2 separate regions of the Gossypium hirsutum genome follow, and region 1 is linked to region 2. The links are chromatin contacts, called in public Hi-C maps. All regions are on one chromosome and are shown on one strand. Each heading gives the region's core, a stretch centred on a gene start, on an enhancer-like site or on the middle of the called end of the contact. The rest is flanking DNA. Distances are from core to core; before and after follow the strand shown. Region 1 has its middle 9.6 kb from the start of LOC107891814. Region 2 has its middle 8.3 kb from the start of LOC107888978.

The links. A called contact is a pair of places that touch in the nucleus more often than the background predicts.
Region 1: a Hi-C map of hypocotyl shows a contact between it and region 2, with 2.6 times the contacts expected there. The contact joins two enhancer-like sites. A contact is called at or near these places in 14 of 34 Hi-C or Micro-C datasets (callus, fibers, hypocotyl and 2 more).

The regions. Positions count from the first base shown.
Region 1 is chrA09:59,300,537-59,303,910 of Gossypium_hirsutum_v2.1, reverse strand. No RefSeq gene overlaps it. Among protein-coding and RNA genes, the nearest start is that of LOC107891814, 9.6 kb to the left of the region's middle. Within about 2 kb of position 1,665, at least 3 of the 9 cell types and tissues checked have an H3K27ac peak or open chromatin away from gene starts, as enhancers often do. A contact at or near this core is called in hypocotyl, where this site is marked.
Region 2 is chrA09:59,243,093-59,246,247 of Gossypium_hirsutum_v2.1, reverse strand. No RefSeq gene overlaps it. Among protein-coding and RNA genes, the nearest start is that of LOC107888978, 8.3 kb to the right of the region's middle. Within about 2 kb of position 1,722, at least 8 of the 9 cell types and tissues checked have an H3K27ac peak or open chromatin away from gene starts, as enhancers often do. A contact at or near this core is called in hypocotyl, where this site is marked.

The DNA.
Region 1 (3,374 bases), core at 416-2,915, 58 kb before region 2:
GAAAATTATGTATGTTGAGATGAGCAATAAATTCAAGTGTAATATGATGAGAAAATAAGTTTATCTATGTTGAATTTATATGAATATGTTTAAGTATGCTAACAAGTGTTACTGTTGATGCTTAGACAAGTGCCAAGCAATTGGTTAAATGGTAATATGTTTATTTATATGATGTGTTGAAAAGGCAAGTGCTCAAATGAAAATATACTTGTGATCGTGAGAGAGTGGCAAGTTTTAAGTTACGCAATATCTTATCAAATGACTTATCATATGATTAATTGAAAAGAGTTATGTTCAACTGCACTAGCTTGTGGTTATAATGGTATAGTATGCTTATGACCGATCCCTTATGTGAGCCACCGAGGCTCAAAATATATATTGGGACTTAATCGAAAACTCGAAAATTTTTTCAAAAATATTTAAAATTTTTCAACACTGCAGGGGTCACGTGGCTATGTGGCCAAGCCGTGTGGTTTAGACAATACTCATGAAGCTATATTCATCAATTTATAATGTGAATAAATCCACAGCATCACTTATACATATCATCTCTAGCTTAGTAAGATTTTAAATAATTTTAACTCTTCCTAGTTTCTGTATTTTCATATGTATCTCTTTACTTTCCACACTCAATTTGGGAAATAAAAAAGATAAGAAAATAAGGAGGGGTTAATGTTGCAATAATTCCATCCTTTTTGTTGAGTGACTTTGGCTATTTGCTGGTTGGCACCACATACTCCAAAAAATAAATTTTTTTAACTAGATAAAGGGGTGCCAGCCATCAGTGTGCCAGTATTCCAAAAAAAATTTTTGAAAAAAAATATGAGTGCCGGTCATCTAACGTCCAAAATCTCAAAAATTTATTTTTTTAATAAAAAATAGTGGTGCTGGCCATCTAGTTCCTATAACCCAATTTTATTATTTATTTTAGATCATTTAAGTAAATATTTTTAAATCAGTGTCATTTTTGTAAATATTATTTCTTTTTTAATAAGGTGGATGAAATAATCTCTATATACCTATATATATAAAAAAGGAAGGCCCAAGGACCTTCCTTCTATTGGCACGTGGTTACATTCTTCTTCTTCGCATTAGAGAAATGTTGTTAAAATTCAATTTTGACCTTTCCATTAGCCTTGAATTTTACTTTATTTGATGATTATATTTTTATAATGTTATTAATTAGTTAAAATAGTTAATATTATTAATTTTTTATTAAAATATTACATAAGTATATGTAATTTGAATGTACTAATAGTTTTAGAGATAAATACGTGATTATTATTTCTTAAATTTCCTTGTTTTATTTTTTACATTATAAGATAATGGTTAAATTTTGTTTTAACCCTTATACTATGCTGAGGCTTGAGATTTAATATATATATATAGTTTAGTTTTGGTGAAAATTTCCAATCAAACCCTCTAATATCAAGAAGTAATTAAACAACTTCATCTAGTCAAAAATGGAGCAATCAAGTTGTTTATGAATCCAATTCAAGAGCCGTAGTTTACTGATGTAATTCAGGAGTCTAATTTATGGGTATGATCATCGGTCCAATTTGAAAAGTTAAATTAAAGGAGTTGGAGTCATTGGGTTCTATTTATCGGCCTCATGGATCTGGTTCATCCCTGTGTGTATGTATGTATTTATATAATAGAGAGCATAAATAAGGCTGAATGATAACTTGGGCTGATTTACATGGGCCAAATAATCAAATGGAACCCAACTCGTTAAGCTTTATATATGCTAATTGGAAAGAATAAAGATGGAACCAACATATCGTTACCTTCTTGGTTAGATTTTCTACCAATATTCTATTTAATTAATTTAATAGTAAAAAATGTTAAAATTTCATAAAAATGAAAAATACAAATAACGGGTAAATATTTATTACACTCACAATGTATCTTATTTATTCCACAAGCAACTTAAAAAAAATAAACATGTGTTTTTTTAAAAAAAATATTTTATTATACCTCTAATCTTACTTGAAAAGTCTAAAAACTCCATTGACAATATATCCAATAATTTTCTTTAAATAATAACATAAACATTCATTTGTAAACTATTAACAACAAAATTAATTATTTAAACTTAAATCTAGTTTAAACCATTTTTCATCGAATTTGACCCATCTTTTTTTTTTTACTTTTCTTCGATTTTATGGCACATATTAAATCAATTGAAGCATAGATTTTTAATGTTATTTGTCATTATTACCGCCAATTTTTCCTGAGTAAATTAATCCCTCTATTATAAAAACGAGCAATTTAATCTTTATACATTTAATTTGAAGCAAGGAGATGACTATTATCATATTTTAAAGTAACATGAAAAGAAAATCAAAATTCAATATTTTTTAAAACGCAACAAGGACTCAGTAGCTTGCTTATTATTATTATTATAAAAAAAGTCACTTTAAAACACACCAAATCAACATTTTTAACATTCGATCTTATTGCCATTTACAGTTTTATCTATTTGTTTCAAAAGTAAAGGTTCACTTTTATAGATAAAGGATTACAGGGACCCATCAAGTAAATTAACCATTCTGGAAATAAAAATCTCTTTCAGCCAGAGAAAGTGGGCAAGTACATAAACTTGGTGTATCAGATGCTTTGAAATCAAAACTTTATCAAACAGGCCAATTAAGAGGGTCTGTCAAAAAGAAGATATGAGCAACTAAATATGGACTATCAAATATATATACTTTTAAGTCAAAAGGCATTGATAAAATTCAAAGATGGCAAAGTTGAATTTAAGCACAACATGACGCTGATTTGGTCCTACCCACACTTTTGCATTTTATATCATACTATATACCATGCTATATCTTGTAATTAGGCCAAACCAAATTTAGCCACAGTGCATTGTTTCATGATCGATATGAAAACCCTACACTGATGAGAAATGGACTTGCCACACAACACTATAATCTAGTACATAAATAAATGTGATATCTATTGATTAATTGAGTTGGTGTCACGAGTCAATTCGATACTAATTTAGTTGTGAAATTATTAAAATACCATTACTTTAAAGGGTAATTAATATTATTATAAAAATATTTTCATAAATTTATATAACTTTCCAATGAAACAACTAAAAAAAATCAGTTGAAAATTGAACACAAGACCAACAAATCCATATAAAAAACCCTTGCCATCCCACTTATAATCATTTATTAGTACGTTTTTTAATATAAAATATTTTCGTTCACCCACATCATGGGTGTGATAAAATCTAGTAAATAATAACTTGTCAAAGTTTATATAATATGATGTATTAAATATATTATTTTTAATGGAAATGTTGACTAGAACATTACTTTTTTTGATGATGTTAGTATGGAAACCCACATAACAGTCCACGT
Region 2 (3,155 bases), core at 473-2,972:
GGTTGTTACATAGGCTATGCTGGAAAATGGTTTACATAAAAATGTGATAATCTTCCAACAACAAACATAAAAGAATGACTGGACAAAAGAATTGCAAACAAAAATTGGCTAGAATTATTCCCTGAATTTAAAATGCGACGTTTGCCTTATTCTTTCTTGGACCATTTCCTTCTGTTTTTACAAACCAAAATCAAAGGGATGTTTAAAAGAACGGCAGAATTCAGATTTGAAGCGTGGTGGTCTATGGAAGATTCGTGTGAAATGGAAGTAAAAAAGCTTTGGATACTGTATAATGGAGGGGTAACAGAGAAATTAAACTTGGTTGGCAAAGGATTGCAAAAATGGGCTATAGGAATCAGGAAGTTAAGAAGAGGTTTGACAGAAAAGTTATTAGCTCTTATTAAAGACCTTGACTGAATGGAAAGAACAACTAAAAACTTGGCTGGCTTAATCAATGCTAAAGTCCATTTAAATTTGAAAATTGATAAAGAAGAGAAATATTTGGAGTAATGGGCAAGGCTGAATTGTTTGAAAGAAGGAGACAGAAATATAAAATTTTTCCACAATTTCGCTTCCCTTAGAAGAAGAGTTAACAAAATTGAAGAACTAGAGAATGAACATGGTTAGCTAGTTTCTGATAGAAGAGCAATGGATGAGGTGGCTAAATGATATTGTGAAAACATATTCTCTTTAGGAGGTGTTGGTAATCTTGAATACATATTGTCAGGAATCAGTATGCACATCTTAAATTCTATGAATATTATGCTGAGTAAACCAGTGACAGTTTTTTCAGCACTTCAAAGTATAGGACCAACAAAAGCAACTAGATGTGATGGCTTTCCAGCTTAATTTTTCCAAGGATTTTGGCATATTATTGGAAAAGAAGTTGGTGATTTCTGTCTCAAGATTTTAAACGATGGAAAGCCGATTGATGGCATTAATTTAACAAATATTGTACTTATATCGAAAGTAGCAAGTCCTACCAATCTCAAGAATTTTCGGCCTATTAGTCTATGTACAGTTATGTACAATATTATCGTTAAGACAGTGGCAAATAGGCTGCAACAAGTTCTTGATAAATGTACTGATAAGGGCCAAAGTGCATTTGTTCCAGGTAGACTCATTGTAGACAATATTCTACTGGTTTATGAATTAATGCATTCATTAAAACAAAGAGGAATAGGCAATAATGGAAGCTTAGCCCTAAAACTGGATATGAGTAAGGGATATGACAGGGTGGAGTGGCTTTATTTGGAAAAAGTGATGCAAAAAATGGGATTTGCAGAGTCTTTTGTGTCTTTAATCAAAAATTGTTTAAGGATAGCTAAATATTCGATTTGTCTGAATGGGGTGAGGGGCGAACAGTTCAGTCTAATGAGGGGTTTGTGTCAAGGTGATCATTGAAGCCCATATCTATTTTTAATTTGTAGTGCAGGATTGTCATTTTTGATGAAGCTTGCAGCCAGGGAAGGCTGTATAAAGGGAGCAATGGTTTGTCGAAGAGGTCCCACAATTACACTTTTATTTTTTTGAGGAAAAAACAACCACAAGAGTTAGGTTTGAATTTATTCAAATAGCATCACTAATTACAACATTATGGATTTCTGTAGGATAATCCATATCAAAGAACCAATTGCAAGCATCTGCACACATTACCGACTAGCCCAAACACAAGTAGCAGACTAAAAGTTAACTAAGGCCTTAAGACTATCCTTAATCCGTTCACCAATAATCATCAGGTCCCTTTTCTGGGCATTTATTTTGTTGACCAAGCCTGCACAATTCGACTCAAATAGCACATCACCTTTAATATTGAGTCGACCTGCAATCTTAATGCTTTCATCAAAAGCATACCACTCAGCCTCCTCAAACGACAGTTGCACATCTTTAAAACCTCCACCGTCATCCAAAAAAAACCATATTCATTCCTAATAATATCCCCATATCCAGTTCTGTTATTACCAGTAGAAGCATCAAAGTTAATTTTAATGCAGTTTTTCGGAGGTTTAACCCATTTTCTTACGTCGAGCTGGGCTGATAACATCGGCACCTTTAATAGGTTATGGATGAAAAAATCTTTGCTGAGCATACTGGCCTTATTCCAAATATCCTTCGCTTCATCTTCTTTACCTTTGAAAACACAGTTGTTTCTATTGTTCCAGCAATTCTACAACATGGTCACAAAGTCTGTCATAGCCTTTTTGTCAAGAATTCTCAATAAATCTTCCCGCCAGTTGATACATCAATCGTACTCCTTAGAAATAATGCTGCTATCCAAACAGCCAAGCATTAGAGTAGCCTCCAAACTCGAACAATCTTTAAGGGCATGAACAAGGGTCTCATATTCGGCACCATACCTATGACAAGTTTGATCAAAACCATGATGAATAGAGGCAATTTTGACATTAGTAGGCAAGATTTCGTTACCCACTCCCCAGATGAAAACACAAATCTTAGGAAGGGTGTCAAGTTTCCAAATCGCTCTCCAAAAAAAACCTATGAAGACCAAACCCAATTTGCTTCAAAAGAAGCTAGGAGTAAGTAGACTTTGAATTATATTCTCCTAACAAATTGTGAAACCACACCATTCTGTCGTTGTGATTCTCATCCCCAACTGGTAAGTTACAGATTTTCTCCCCTAAGTCTTGGCCATAAAGCTCCCAAACTCTGCAGGTATTCCAACATCTACTCTCAACATGCCAAAGATCTGTAACACTATTTTCATTATGGTTCAATAGATTTGGTTTAATAGCTTCCCCATTTAAGCCTTCCACCCCTCAATTATCAGTATGGATATTAATACGATCACCGCATCCCACTTGCCACCCAAAACCATTCTTGAGGACATTAGCTACAGCAGTAATACTTCTCCAAGTAAATGAAGCTCTGTCGAGTTTTTTAGAGTTGAAAATATTCCAAGTAGGAAAATACTTGTAGCTAAGCACTTGATAAAAAAGAGTATCTTTATTGTTAATGAGCCTCCAGACCTGCCTCCCATGAAGCGCTAAATTAAAAAAGTGGATGTCACTAAATCCGAGCTTTCCCATACCCTTCGTATAACACAAATTCTTCCAAGAAGGCATTGTCCAAAATCTACACCGATCTTTACCGGACCACCATACTCTGCTAATCTTTGTTTGCATATATTCAATAAC